Linked DNA regions of Mus musculus: all the other regions are linked to region 5. A link is a contact called in public HiChIP or PLAC-seq and promoter capture Hi-C data. All regions are on one chromosome and are shown on one strand. The core of a region is the stretch at or near the end of the contact, and the rest is flanking DNA. Distances in the headings are between cores, read along the strand shown. Region 1 overlaps Sgsm1 (small G protein signaling modulator 1). Region 2 holds the start of Kctd10 (potassium channel tetramerisation domain containing 10). Region 3 overlaps 2900026A02Rik (RIKEN cDNA 2900026A02 gene). Region 4 overlaps 2900026A02Rik (RIKEN cDNA 2900026A02 gene). Region 5 holds the start of Selplg (selectin, platelet (p-selectin) ligand).

What was found. Promoter capture Hi-C pulls out the DNA fragments that hold promoters and counts their contacts. HiChIP or PLAC-seq counts read pairs in DNA pulled down with a chosen protein or histone mark.
Region 1: a contact with region 5 is called in an H3K4me3 HiChIP or PLAC-seq map of embryonic stem cells, with 14 read pairs. The contact joins the enhancer-like site here to the promoter of Selplg in region 5. A contact is called at or near these places in 4 of 39 promoter capture datasets (the C10 cell line, hippocampal neurons, liver and 1 more) and 3 of 115 datasets of contacts at active chromatin or transcription factors (embryonic stem cells and large pre-B cells).
Region 2: a contact with region 5 is called in a promoter capture Hi-C map of liver, with 2.5 times the contacts expected there. The contact joins the promoter of Kctd10 here to the promoter of Selplg in region 5. A contact is called at or near these places in 1 of 39 promoter capture datasets (liver), 1 of 484 Hi-C or Micro-C datasets (CD8 T cells) and 2 of 115 datasets of contacts at active chromatin or transcription factors (memory CD8 T cells and microglia).
Region 3: a contact with region 5 is called in a promoter capture Hi-C map of the C10 cell line, with 13 times the contacts expected there. The contact joins the enhancer-like site here to the promoter of Selplg in region 5. A contact is called at or near these places in 4 of 39 promoter capture datasets (the C10 cell line, embryonic stem cells and pre-B cells) and 1 of 115 datasets of contacts at active chromatin or transcription factors (the 230-238 cell line).
Region 4: a promoter capture Hi-C map of pre-B cells shows a contact between it and region 5, with 2.7 times the contacts expected there. The contact joins the enhancer-like site here to the promoter of Selplg in region 5. A contact is called at or near these places in 3 of 39 promoter capture datasets (the C10 cell line and pre-B cells), 1 of 15 datasets of contacts at CTCF or cohesin (pro-B cells), 1 of 484 Hi-C or Micro-C datasets (pro-B cells) and 3 of 115 datasets of contacts at active chromatin or transcription factors (the 230-238 cell line, large pre-B cells and pro-B cells).

What each region holds. Positions count from the first base shown.
Region 1 is chr5:113,274,737-113,277,436 of GRCm38.p6, reverse strand. It overlaps Sgsm1 (small G protein signaling modulator 1), which reads left to right. Exons shown (of 25, transcript NM_172718.3): 13 at 1,265-1,403. Among named protein-coding and RNA genes, the nearest start is that of Sgsm1, 35 kb to the left of the region's middle. Within about 2 kb of position 1,391, at least 14 of the 459 cell types and tissues checked have an H3K27ac peak or open chromatin away from gene starts, as enhancers often do. A contact at or near this core is called in embryonic stem cells, where this site is marked.
Region 2 is chr5:114,379,074-114,381,773 of GRCm38.p6, reverse strand. It overlaps Kctd10 (potassium channel tetramerisation domain containing 10), which reads left to right and starts at 1,269. Exons shown (of 7, transcript NM_026145.4): 1 at 1,269-1,348. The coding sequence starts at 1,346. It overlaps Ube3b (ubiquitin protein ligase E3B), which reads right to left and starts at 1,154. Exons shown (of 28, transcript NM_054093.3): 1 at 799-1,154.
Region 3 is chr5:113,112,936-113,115,635 of GRCm38.p6, reverse strand. The region is part of intron 6 of 2900026A02Rik (RIKEN cDNA 2900026A02 gene); the gene reads left to right. Among named protein-coding and RNA genes, the nearest start is that of 4833439F03Rik, 24 kb to the left of the region's middle. Within about 2 kb of position 1,300, at least 121 of the 459 cell types and tissues checked have an H3K27ac peak or open chromatin away from gene starts, as enhancers often do. A contact at or near this core is called in the 230-238 cell line and pre-B cells, where this site is marked.
Region 4 is chr5:113,150,220-113,152,919 of GRCm38.p6, reverse strand. All of the region lies in intron 6 of 2900026A02Rik (RIKEN cDNA 2900026A02 gene), which reads left to right. The region is part of intron 2 of Gm42161 (a long non-coding RNA gene); the gene reads right to left. Among named protein-coding and RNA genes, the nearest start is that of Gm42161, 6.2 kb to the right of the region's middle. RefSeq lists an enhancer at 1-968. Within about 2 kb of position 1,444, at least 87 of the 459 cell types and tissues checked have an H3K27ac peak or open chromatin away from gene starts, as enhancers often do. A contact at or near this core is called in the 230-238 cell line, pre-B cells and pro-B cells, where this site is marked.
Region 5 is chr5:113,829,105-113,831,804 of GRCm38.p6, reverse strand. Selplg (selectin, platelet (p-selectin) ligand) reads left to right here and starts at 1,304. Exons shown (of 2, transcript NM_009151.3): 1 at 1,304-1,456.

The sequences.
Region 1 (2,700 bases), core at 142-2,641, 550 kb after region 5:
AGGGAGATGGAGGCAAATGAGTAGCCCTGTGCCCCAGTACCCACCCCGCTCCGCAGAAAGCAGCCCTGTTCCCACCCCACAGAAGGCAGCCATTAGGTTCTGTGACTCATTGGTGCATGATTGCCTGCCCTCTACTTCCCTGCGACAGGCTTAGAACCAGGGTGTTTTCTGGCCAGCTCATTGGTGAGTCTGTGAGAGGAGGGAGCGTGGAACCAGTCACTGTCAGCAGGTTCAAGAGCCTCATTCTGTAGCCAGCACGCTACTGTCTAGTGGATCGTGGTGACCCAGTCAGCCACTCAGCTCTGATGACAAGTGTCTCCCTCCCACTCAGGAATCAGAAGAGCCTATGAGAGAGCAGTTGTCCTAAGAAGTCATAGCAGGCGAGAAAATGACCACCTGTCTAATGTCCTAGAGTGGGGACCAGCAAACCCCAGCCCAGAGGCCAAATCCAGCCCCTGCGAGCTTGGCATGGTTTTAAATCCTTGACTGGAAAACAGCAAAAGGAAGCTAGGTCTTGGGGCCAGCAAGAGGGCTCAGCAAGTAGAGGTGTCTGCTACTGTGCCTGTCAGCCCGAGTCCAATCCTTGGAATCTACACGGTGCACAGAAAGAATCTATAACAAGCTGAGTTCATTTGATGGTTTTGTCTGCAAGACATCAGTGGTGCTAGACAGGCACATGGCTTAGGAGCTCCCCACCTGAGCCAGTTGAAAGCGATGTCTAGTTCAGAAGTGTGAATAGTGCTGCTATCATCCCTAGCCGAGATCCCAGGCGCTGGAACTCTTCCTGTGTGTTGGGATGAGCGCCCTCCCTTCTGACCACACAAGCTCTTGTGGGGGTCTTTGTCTCAACACTCATGCCCCCAGACTTTCTCTGGAAGTGTCCAATAGGTCCCCCTTCCCTAATGTCACCTTCCTGTGAACAGAACTGAATGGGGACATGGCGAGGTGAGGTTCTCTGCACTCGGGATAGGTCTGTCTTCTCAACTCTGAGCTCCCGCCTCCTCTTCTTCCCTCTTCCGCTGTCCTTCCCACTCTGCCCCGCAGCCAGAGCCTCTGAATTTTGGTGGTGGCTTTCACTGGATCATGTGGACTCAGGGACGATGTCAGATTGTGGTTGGGCACTTTGGGACTGTCACACTCCGATCCTCCCTGTCCCCGGGCCAGCTTTGGGAGAGCTGCTTGCTTTGGAGTGAGATTTCTATAATACACATGGGTTTAACCAAGGTTATCGCTGAGCCCCCTTTCCACCCATCATCCACCACAGTGCCCCAGGACCTAATGGATGTCTCTATGAACAACCTTCCACCCCTATGGCAACCCAGTCCTCGGAAGTCCTCCTGCTCTTCCTGTTCACAAAGCGGCTCAGCTGACGGCGGCTCAACCAATGGCTGTAACCATGAGAGGTAGGCGGGGCTTAGGCTCCTCCTTCAGGGAGGAGCTTGAAGCACAAACCAAAGTCCTTTGGCTGTCTATTGCTTCATTTTTGCCTCGTCCTGAGTTTGGAGCGGTGTGAATAGCAAATGGAGCTAGGGTTAAATCATGGCTTTATGTGGTCCTGGTCACTGGAGTTCCCTTGCACTCTGTCCGGCAGGATAACGTTCTGCTGCAGTAACACACAGTCCTGAAACAACAATGGCTTTTTTATAGCAAATGTCCTGTGTGCCGTGAAGCTGCCATGGACCCACTTCCTAACAGACGTCCATCTTGGATGTTGCTGGGCCACAGTATCAGATGCAATGGTATTTCTGCTTTTCAACTCAATGGTCCCACTCACAGGGAGGCTAAGAAATACAGGTTCAGCATGCACCAGGAGCCAGAGATATTATTTAATGACAGCCATGTATTCTGTGTGCTCATGCATGAAACATTAGCTTAGTAGGGCTATTACAAGGAAATAGCACGTGGTAACTGTGGACCACTGAGAACTTTGCCCAGTGTCTGCTCTCAGAGCATCGACTTTCATACCTCTGTCAGTGAGGAGCTCACCTCTTTGCAGAGTTGCAAGCCCGAGGAATGGCTTCCTATATGCACCTTGGGCAAGCCCGACATTCTAAGGGCACCTTGGGCAAGCATCATATCCTACGGGCAAGGAAGAGGGAGCGCCACTCCCAGGACTTCAGCTATGCTCCCCAGGACTTTAGCCATGCTCCCTTTTCAGGCTTCCTGGGTTTATCCAGTCTCCCTGGGGTAGCCTCAGGATAGATACACGGAGTCTTCTATTCTGAGCCCTATAAGAGCTCACAGCCCATCTGTCTCCGTAGCCAGCAGTACTGAGCACTGTTCTTTGCTTCCACTCCCAACAAGCACGGAGCAGGGAACATCATCAGCCCTGAGCCCCGCCTACCGTGCAGTTCACGCGGCCAAACCCAGGGGCTACTCCTTCAAACTGTTTCGAAGGGTAGGGGGGAGAATGAATGTGTGTGATGGAGAAAGCCAGTGATTCCCAGCATCCAAGAGACTGAGGCAGGAGGGCTGTGGGTCCCAGGCTAGCCTGAGCTATATAATGAATAAGACCCTATCTTAAAAAAAAAAAAAAAAAAAGATGTGCTCACATGATTGAGAGGTTCAGGGAACACAGCTTTGAGCCTGGCTGGATCCCAACGCTCAGAACAGGAACAGCCCTCCTGATCTCCCGGTCTGTGGGCCGGGCCAGGGCCTTTATGGTGCTGTGTTCTTGGGCTGGCCCTCCTTGGTGGTGGC
Region 2 (2,700 bases), core at 20-2,519, 550 kb before region 5:
CATTGTAGATCTATTTAACTAGGCCTCCCTTTGGAAGCCTATCCTGTGAGGCTACAACACCCCAATTTTAAAAGCCTAAGATAAGACAACAGCTCTTAAAGAAACCATTAATAAGCCAAACTATTGCTCTTAGACAGCTACAGCCTATCCAGATGGGGAAACGAAATGCAGAGGGCACATAACTCGCCAGTGTCCTCACCCACCGTCCCTGACTTTGAATTCCCAAAGGAATTACTTATCGGCAAGTCAAAAAGGCAAGGTTCAGGAATCACACACACAGAAAGGCACCACAAAGAGAAGTTGAGAATGCCAGGCACCCTGTGAGGCTAGCTAGGCTTAAGTCAAAATACGATCCAGTTTTTCCAGCTTTTGATCAAGAGCCGTCAGGAACCACACTAAAACGTATTCTAAAATAATCTCCGTAAAACAATCTAATTACTCTATTTACAGAGGAGGAAACTGAGGGTCAGAGATGGGACTAGATTCACCCAAGGTCACACAGCGAGCGACAGCACTGGGCTCGAATTCCACTTGGGGTGATCCGGAGGCCCGACGCCTCTCACAGGCACCGACATCAACAACCACAAGAACAAGTCCGTCTCGCCCACAATCAGTTGGCTGGCAAGGCCAGTCGCCTCGGCACGGAAATCAATGGAAGGGGGACAAGGAGATCCCCGAAGCCCGCAAGCCAGTCCCTCCTCCGACTTCACTCAAACCAAGACTCGGCCCCCCAGATAGCCTCCCTCCGTCCCTGGCCCCGCCGCCCAGAGAAGCGCCCATCCTGTCCCCACTCGCTACCCGCAGTCCGGAGATCTTTATCCGTTCGAGGCCCCGCACTCGGGGTCCGGGCCGCAGCGACCGCCGCCTTAGCCCGATCCCCCCGAGGTCCGCCAGCCCCGGGGCAGCGGCCGAAGCCCGGCCGCCATCTTGCCCCGGGTGTTGTGCTCCGAACACCTCTTGGGAAGCAAGCAATTATTCAGTTCCGGGAAACAACAGTTCCGCACTGCTTCTTTGCCCATGGAGGAGGTGAGGACTCCTTTCCTCTTGTCATCTTCTTTAGCAGACGGAAAGGAGAAACAAACATCCAGAAGTGGGACTAAACGCCTGACTCGGCCAAGGGGAGGCGGGAACGGTTGATAAAAAGAGTTCCCCCCATCTAGGGCTTACGGGGGTGGGGGGTGGGGGGGAACGCTTTAAGAAGAGTCCCTCTGCGGGGCGGAAGTGGGGTGTGGACGGACGCCGGAAGTGCCCGCCCCGGCCCCGCCTCCGCCCCCTGCATTGAGCGAGCTGGGTGTTTCCTGCCTCTCAGTCCGGATTTGGAGACTCCGGCGTCCTCCGACTTTTCATGGTGAGGGCGGTGGCCGCCGTCGGGGAGCTTCGGGGCGGGCGAGGGTGGCGACGAGGCTGAGCGGGAGCGGTGGGGCGCTGAGTAGCGCGTGCGGGCGAGGTCCGGAGCGGGGGAAGGGCTTCAAATGAAAGGAGCCGTGGTCGGGGTGGTGGTGGTGGGGATCTGCGAAGGGGCGGCTGGTCCTGCGGGCGGTGGTGGCGCTGGGCGGCGAGCCTGGAGTGCTGATGGGCGATGGGACGTGGGAGATCGTCGGGACAAAGAGACGGCGGCGGAGGCATCGAGACCGACGCTCGGGGTGGGGAACGAACGAGGGTTCGAGGGCGTGTGGAGAGGGGCGAGCGTGTACCCTTGGAATCGAGCAAAGTCTGGCCTCTGGGAGGCTGTGCCTTGAGTAAGGTGGGGTTCCAGGCAAGAGAGGGAGGGGGCGTCTCTGAACCCACAAGTCTGGAGCGAGATGACTGGTAACAGTAATTCTAAGGAGACATGTCTGAGGTCGGGGTACCCTGACCACAGAGTCTGGCCTCAAGTGGCACCTGGATACCTACCTAATCACTTCCCTTGAGGCCCTAGGTGACCACACCTCGGGAGTCCCAGGATGTCAGCTGTTGCTGTCTGCGTTATGGGATGGTTTCGGTTTACTTGAGATTCTCTAGGGTCTGTCCCTTGAATGGTTCTTTGTCCTTGGGTGGGGATGGGGGGCGGGTGGACTATTAACCCAGGTCTTCTTTGTCTGCCACTCACTCACAAGATCAGTCCCAAACTGAAGACAGATGACTCGGCCTGTGTCTGGCTTTGGTCAAGCTCTATTTGGTATAAAACAAGAGACACACACATTGGTAGAAGGCGGCCAGCAGCACCGGTAGACCACCAACTGGTCCCCTGGGGCTAACCTGGGAACTAGTTAACAACAGGATAGTCTGGGCTCACCGATGTATTTTTACAGTCTCTGTGTGTCACTAAGGATTTGGGCTGTGAAATGGAGGGCGTTTGAAACCAGATTCTAATACCTAGCTTCCCTAGTAAGCAGGATTGACAACATCCTCATTGAGACTGTTTGGAGAAGTTCTCAAAAGCAGGAGAACTGGGGGGGGGGGGGTGACTATCCTAGAAAAAAGTGTGGGGCTTTAGTTTTTGGCCTCCTTTAACTTCGTTTGCTTCACGCAGTAGCCCTGTAGCAGAGACCTCAGGTTAGTTTAGCCTCCTTGCATAATACCCCTTAAGCAACCCGCCCGGAAGAGCTCCCTTCAGATCTCCAAGGCTACTAGATAAACAGATTGTCTAATCCTCCTTTGTATCGGAATCACCTGAAAGAGCCTTTTAATCCCAAATTGCAGGCAGCAGCACTCCTTGCT
Region 3 (2,700 bases), core at 51-2,550, 720 kb after region 5:
CCCATTTTGAAGGGAATCAGGGCACTGTGAGAAGCTGTCCCCGTACCCCCTGCACAGCCTGCTCTGGCCTCTATAAAATGACCTCAGGTGGGGCCCTGCGAAGTGCTAGCCTCAGCTTACCTCACCTGCTAAGTGTTTCCTGGCTCAGATACCATCGCATGCGCTCCAGGACACCCACAGCGTCCACTCCTCGTCTTCACAGCCGGACATTTTGGGGTAGAGTTTACTGCAGTTCTGCTGCTTGCTGCTGTGTGGCCTTGGGCAGGCGAATTAACCTGTCTGGATCTTGGTTTCCTAGCTATACTTTGTAGCAATATTTATGTTACAGAGTGTCTTAGGGTTTCTATTCCTCCACAAAACTTCATGAGCAAGAAGCAAGTTGGGGAGGAAAGGGTTTATTCAGCTTACACTTCCATGTTGCTGTTCATCACCAAAGGAAGTCAGGATAAGAACTTACACAGGGCAGGAACGTGGAGACAGGAGCTGGTGCAGAGGCTGTGGAGGGGTGCTGCTTACTGGCTTGCTTCCCCTGGCTTGCTCAGCTTGCTTTCTTATAGAACCCAGGACTACCAGCCCAGGGATGGCCCCGCCCACCATAGGCTGGCCCCACCCATGGTGAGTGGGGCCTTCGCACATCAATCACTAATTAAGAAAATGCCTTACAGCTGGGTCTTATGGAAGTGGTTTCTCAATTGAGGTTCCCTTTTCCCTGGTGGCTATAGTTTGTGTCAAGCTGGTAAAGACAACTGTGTTGTGGTCATCGTCGTCCCCACCCAAGGGGGTTAGGAACCTCTCTCCTCTGGGTCTCCCGTTGATTAGCCAGGCCTGCCAGAGCCCTGTGTGGGTGTGACCTATGACCTGACAGTATCAGTGTCATGTAAACACCCACGCTGGAATTGGGGTGTGTCCCAACCACTGGAAGCCAGACCCCCACAGTCAGGAGAGACCCCCTTAGCACCTCTGCTGTGGCATTCCTGTGCACGTGTGGCCGGGCTGAGTCCTTCCCTTTAGGGATCCTCGGTCCCTGAAGCCACGGCCTCATCCCCCCCCAGGCTGGGCCCCATGTGGGCTCCCTAATTATCAATGGAAACAGTGCACCGACGCGATGCTCTGTCACAGTCTATAAATAGGGAGCCGGAGGAAGACTTGAAAATGCCACCGGCTCTTCTGGGCGGAGGAGTTAAAAACAACTTCAGAGAACCAGCTCTGTGCTGGAGGCCCAGGGTGGGGACAGGCACGGGCCTAGATTGGACCACATCCATCCCCGTGGGCCCAGGCACAGGGCCCTGGGGACATTAGTAATAGGGAGAAGTGAAACCTGGTGACCGGAGCCTGTGCTTCCCCATGAGAGGGACAGAAGCCTCCACTGCCCACTGGGAACTTCAGGAGCCCCATCACCTGCATAGGCCACATTCACACCCCAAAAACAAGGCCCTGGTTAGCTTCAGGGCCCTCAGAACCCAGGCTGGAGAGCAGTGTTGTCTCCTACAGTGGAGGCTTGTGTCCTGTTCCTGAATGGGGCACCGAGTGACACCTTTGGGACCTCACCCAGGTTGTCATGCCCCACTGACTGGAATGCCTGTTGTGGGCAGTGTGTGGAATATAATAGTATATACACAATCATTTTAGTAGTTGCTACTGTCTGGAGAGGTGAAGCCAAGTGCTCAAAGCCACATGACCAGCAGGCAGCAGGGCCTGGAGCTGGGGTCTCTCAGCTGCTCCTGCAAGGCTACAAGCTGCTCACATCATAATCTCCTCCCATCAATGTTTGTATGTGTGTGTTTATGTGTGTGTACATGTATGTATGTCCACATGTGTGTGAATGCATGTGTGAGTGCATGTACACTCACTGTGTACTGTGTGTACATGTATGTATATACACGTGTGTTGGTGTACATGTGGGTGTGTGCTTGTATGTGTGTATATACACTATATGTGTGAGTACATGTGTGTAAGTGTTCATGTGTACATGTGTATGTGTGCATGTATGAGTATGCACGTGTGCATACATGTGTCTATGTGCATATGTATGTGTGCATGTGTACATGTATGTGTGTGTGCATGTGTGTGTTTGTGTGTGTGCACATGTGTGGTATGTGTATGTGTGGGTGTGTCAGAGTGTCTGCCTTGGAAGCGAGTGGTTTTCTAGCTTGTGAAGGAGCTGTGGTTTGGAGTGGCTAGGGTGGAGCGCCCCTGCTCCCAGGTCTAAGTACACAGGCTGGGGGGGGGGGGGGCATCAAGGAACAGGTGTGGCTTCTCACCTGAATAGCTACTCCCAGGAGCAGCCAGAGCCAGGTCTCACAGAGCCAAGGAGCCAGCTGGCCCGGGATGATTGTCAGCCTGGGACCTCTAGCTGCTTGTTGAGTGGGAGTGTGGTGTCTTGAAGAGCAGTTTGCTGGGAGGTGGGAGGGTCCTGTCACCTGGGGTGCTGCCTTCCTCATAATTGCACAAGCTTGCTGTGGGGGTAGGGTGGAGGGGAGTGGGAGGGTCGTTTTCTCGGAGCTGCTGCTTTGCAGTTCCTATAAACCCCTCCCACTCCCCAGCAACTCTGTCTCCTGTGATTCCTACCAGGAACCCCTTGCAAACCCAGTTCCTCTGGCTACTGGTCTGCCTATCACAGCCATTTCTGAGTATTTCCCGTGTGCCCAGCATACTTCTCCACACTCCCGTGACTCACTAGCCCCCACACTGTAGCCTTAA
Region 4 (2,700 bases), core at 195-2,694, 680 kb after region 5:
AGGCAGCCACAGATGGCTCCTGGCATCCCTTCTGCTCTCTGTGGATTCTGGTAGCCACAGACCTACTTCCTCAGCCATCTGGGCGGTGGGTATGAAGCCTGCTATTCCCCTGCCCTGTACTCAGCCTGGGACGGTGTGGGTGCTGAAGGACCTGCCTGCCTGCTGTCTGCTTCCCTGTGCCTCCACACTATTGGAAACATCTTTCCCCAAGCTTGGCTGTCCCTGAGTTCTGGTGGATTCTCTCATCTTGATCTCTTAAGATATGATCATGGGTACCAAGAGATCCCTTCATGGTCCCTGTGTCCCCTGCCAGATCAGGGTGCGTGTGACCTGCTTCACAGTCACCCAAATCTCACGGAGCTTTTGAATAACTGAGAGGTTCTTGCTGTCCTGACAGAGCACTCAGGCCTGACTGGTGAAGTGAGCACGCATCCTATGTCATCCGGCCCCATGGATATGAACTTCATTCACTAGCTTCTCAGGGCCTGGCGCATAGTAGATGCTTTGGTGGAGTGAACCTATCAGAGGGGAAGGAAGGTCACAACGGGCCTTCTCTCCTATGCACATAGTAGGCTGGTTGCGGTTGGTGCATGGAAGGATGCAGCTGAGGTGGTGACTGTACCCCAGACCTGTGTCATCACACAGTGGGCATCCAGGAGCCCGCCCGTGACTCAGGGTGAATGTTCAAGTACCGGCTGCACCATGACTCTGTTCACCGTGCTTGGCGAAGTGCTGGGTATACAGAAAGTGCTCAATAACTGCTTATAGACCTGAATGAGAAAATGAACGACTGACGAGTGATCAGGATCCCTTGTTCATTTCCTCTGTTTTTTAGTACAAGCTCCTGCACACAGTATGTGCTTGTTAATAGTGAGCCAATGACAAAGTGAGGGTTTTTTTTTTTTTTTTCTTTTGAGAATAGAGGTCTTGTTGGTTTGTTTACAGTGAATGAACTGGGCTCAGTGCACAGAGGTGCTCGCTACGTGCACACTGTACTGAGTGAGTAGCTGAACTGAATACATTTCTGAAGCTGGCTGAGACTTGTTTTGTTGTGTTTCCTCCACTTCTCACACAGGGCTACGCACATGGCAGGTTCGTGGCTCATGCTTACTGGGATATCCGGGGCCCCTCAGGGGTCTCTGTCTCTGCAGAATGGAAGAAAAGCCGGTGGGGGGTGGCAATCCTGCTGCCGCCTTTCCTGTTGTTCAGGTCCACACAGGTGGACAGGAAACCGCACAGGCTGCTGGGAGCTGCTGCCCAGGCTGGCCTTGAACGGCCGTGGCACCCTGCCAAGCATGCTGCTAAGGAGCAGCACCCCCGGGGACCCCTCTTCCCAGCCTTGTTGGCTGTTCTAAGTTTAGAGCAGGCTGTGCCAGCCTGCAGCAGCCATTGAGCTGCTGTGTCTCAGTGTCGAGGCCCACTGACCCCAAAGCCTGACCCAGGCTTCCTCAGAGCCCGCTGGGCTCCATGCTTGCACAACAGACCTAGCTGCCCTGAAGTCGAGTTCCCCACCATAAAAGGGCATAAAGAGGTTCTTTCTCTGTGTGCTCAAGGGATCCTGTTCCCCAGCACTGGCTTCATGTCTGGCTTCATCAGACCCTTCCCTCTGAAGGACCACACCCCAGGGCAGCCATCTTGCTGTTCATAATGATAGGCCTGCTTCTCCCCAGTGCAGTGTGCGGGGCAGGGTGCAAGCTGGGACTCACATGGGGTGAGGAGGCCATTTTTAGAGAGTTAGGTAGTGTTCTTCCTCTACCCGAAGACTGGGGAAGAGAGCTTGTGAGTCACGGAGCAGAGCCTCAGTGCCCAGAGACCAGGTCACCCAGTGTGGCGTCTGACCAGATGCTGTGGTGCCAGCCAGCTTCGGGTTACTGACTCGGGTGCTTGGTGTCTGGTGTCTTGATGAGAAGCTCTAACAGGAGGAAGGTGCAGTGGTGAGCATCTGCCATTGCACTGAGAGATTGGAGGCAGAAGCAGCATGGGCCACATAGTAAGACCTTGTCTGAGAGAAAAGATGGCTGTTGTGGAGATGGGATGCTGTAAATGTGGGGTGCAGTGGTGGATGTCTAATCCAACTCAGACCCAGGGAGAGGTGCACTCCGAGGCTTGATGGATGTTCAATCAGTGAGCTCCAGGTTCAGTGAGAGACCCTGTCCCAGAAGATGAGAGAGAGTGTGTAGAGGAAGACACCTGATTGTCAACTCAGGCCTTCACATGATTGTGTGCACACACACACAAAGACATGCACATACAGACACAGATTCTCAGACACTCAGAATACACACACACACACACACACACACACACACACACACACTCATACTCACATTCACACATACAGACACAGATAGACATAGACAGGCATACAGAAAGACACACACAGACACTCACACACTTACACTCATCACACAGACACATACACACACTCACATTCATATATATACAAACTCATACACACATGCACACACATACACAGATACAGAGACACACTCAAACACACTCATACACACAACACACACTCGTACATAAACTTACATACAAACATACTCTCACATGCACACAGACACTCATACATACTCACATTGCACACACACTCACACATACACAGACATACAGACACACATACACACACTCCTACATATAGACACATGCACACATTCACATTCGCACATATACATAGACACTCATATACACTCTCAT
Region 5 (2,700 bases), core at 55-2,554:
CTGTGCATGCTTGACCTCCAGTCTTTACCTCATCTATCTCACCTCATCTCCTGCCTGACCCCGTAGCTCACCCTGGAGTGTCGCTTTTACTGGAGGGTATGTGGTCATGGTCTACCAGCCTGTTTACTGGCTGGCCTCACCATCCCATGGACAAGGGGGATTGTATGAGACCAAGGCTGCTGATCAACCTGAGATACAGGCAAAGGAAATCTGTTGGGCAAAGGAACAGATAAGGGAGAAATCCATTGGGGAATGACCCTCCCTGTCTGGCGAGTCCTTGACTGTTGGATTTTTCATGGAGCAGTTAAGACAGGGTCTTACTTTTTTGTTGGTTTGGTTTGGTTTGGTTTTTTGGTTTTTTGAGACAGGGTTTCTCTGTGTAGCCTTGGCTGTCCTGGAACTCACTCTGAGATCAGGCTGGCCTCAAACTTAGAAATCTGCCTGCCTCTGCCTCCCAAGTGCTGGGATTAAAGGTTCGAGCCACCACTGCCTGGCGAGTAACTTTAGCCCAGGCTAGCCTCAGACCCACAGTACTCTTCCTGCTTTGGCATCCCCACCACTAAGATTAAAAGTGAGAGCCACTACACCCAGTTATGTAGAACCCTGTGAGAGGAAAAGCCTCGTAGCCCCAGAGAAAGGAGGATCCTGAGGCCAAGCTGAGCTGTGGAGACGTGGAGAGGTTGGGGAGTATGCACAAGAATGCATGTGACTCACACACAAGCACATGTACAAACACACGTGTACATGCATGCACACACGTACACAAATGTGCATATACACATGTATACACACATGCACACATGAGCATGCACATGTACAAATGCATGCACATACACACATGAGCATACACATGTACAAATGCATGCACATACACACATACATACACACATGTGCACACAAGCACACACGTGTGCACACACCAGCATGCACACACACAAAAAACACTCTATGCATAAGCTCCAAAAAGGTGGGTGATTTGCAGTTCCTGCCCCTCTGCCTCCCATTCTCCATCTCCATTGAGACCCTCCCTCCCTTCTGTCTGGCCTTTGCCTCCATGGCAGGGGTTCTCTCTGGTTGCCTCTCTCCAGTTGCCCATAGAACAAGGCTGTGACTCTTCTCTGAGGTCTCATGTAGAGGTCCCCTCACAGTAAGCACCCCCCATACCTTCCTTGAACTTTCAAGATTGTTATCAGTCCCAACAAACCGCCATCACACTGCCCACCCAGCTTTAATCAGACTTGTCACCAAAGCTGTCACAAACAAGGGGGTGTGGGCGCGTCACGTGACCAGCCTGAGTAACCTCATTCTCGCTTCCTTCTTCCACACCCTGCCGTTGGGGGTTGGCGGGCAGATTGGGACCACAAGTGTCTGGCAGTGTGGACTGGGGCCCTGTCACTGAGGCAGAGTCGTTTGCTTCTGGGCCCTGAGGCAGCTGCCCCATGCTCTGTTGGGCACGGTAAGTCTGATTCGAAAAACCATGGGGAGTGGCTGGGGGCCCAAGGGACAAGGAGCCCGCCTTTGCAAGGTGCCTGGGCCCTTGTGAGTGGTGCTGACGTTCTGGGCCGAGGTCTCCCAGGAGACTTGGGCTTCTCCATCCTTAGCTGAAAATGCTCAGCTACTGCCTGTTTACCAGGCTGGCCTTGCAGTCTCTGTGTGGAGGCTCAGAGAAGCCCGGGTCCTCTGCCCTGAAACTATCCCACCCTTCCTCTCAACTGTGGGAAGCTCAAGGCCAGAGCTGAGACTGAGTCTGGACGAGTCGTGGAGTTTGTCTCAAGGTTGTTAAGGCATGAAACATTCTTTGGGATACTCTCTCTCTCTCCTCCTCTTCCCTCCCTCCCTCCCTCCCTCCCTCTCTCTCAAATCAGATATGGTCTCCATTTGTTCATAGGCTAGCCTGGAACTCTATGTAGCCCAGGCTAGCCTCTTGCCTTGGCCTCATGCTAGGGTTATATAGGGTTATATAGGTTATATGCACCACCATACCAGCCTTCTTGGATCTAAATTTTTATTTTCATTTATTATTATTTATTAACTATTATTTGCATATGAGCATATGGCATGGGCACTTGTGCGCATGAGCAGGCACATGAGTGTTATGCAGTATGTGTGGAGGTCAGAGAATAACTTGGGGGAGTCAGTTCTCTCCCACAGTGGGTTCTGGGAACTGAACTCAGGTCAGCAGGCTTCCCCAGCAAGCACTTTGACCCTCAGAGCCATCCAGCCTCCACTTTAATCCCTTTTTTCTTATTTATTTATTTATTTATTTATTTATTTATTTATTATATGTAAGTACACTGTAGCTGTCTTCAGACACTCCAGAAGAGCACATCAGATTTTGTTACAGATGGTTGTGAGCCACCATGTGGTTGCTGGGATTTGAACTCAGGACCTTTGGAAGAGCAGTCGGCAATCTTAACCGCTGAGTCATCTCACCAGCCCTGCCTTTTTTTTTTTCTTAATTAAATCAGATTGAGAAAACAGTACTTGTTCATAGGAAATTGTTTTTTTAAGTTGGTATTATCATTATCATTGCTATTATTTTATTATTATTATTAATTTTTTTCGAGACGGGATTTCTGTGTAGCCCTGGCTGTCCTGGAACTCACTATGTAGACCAGGCTAGCCTCAAACTCAGAAATCCACCTACCTCTGCCTCCCAAGTGCTAGGATTAAAGGCCTGTGCCACCACTGCCTGGCTTA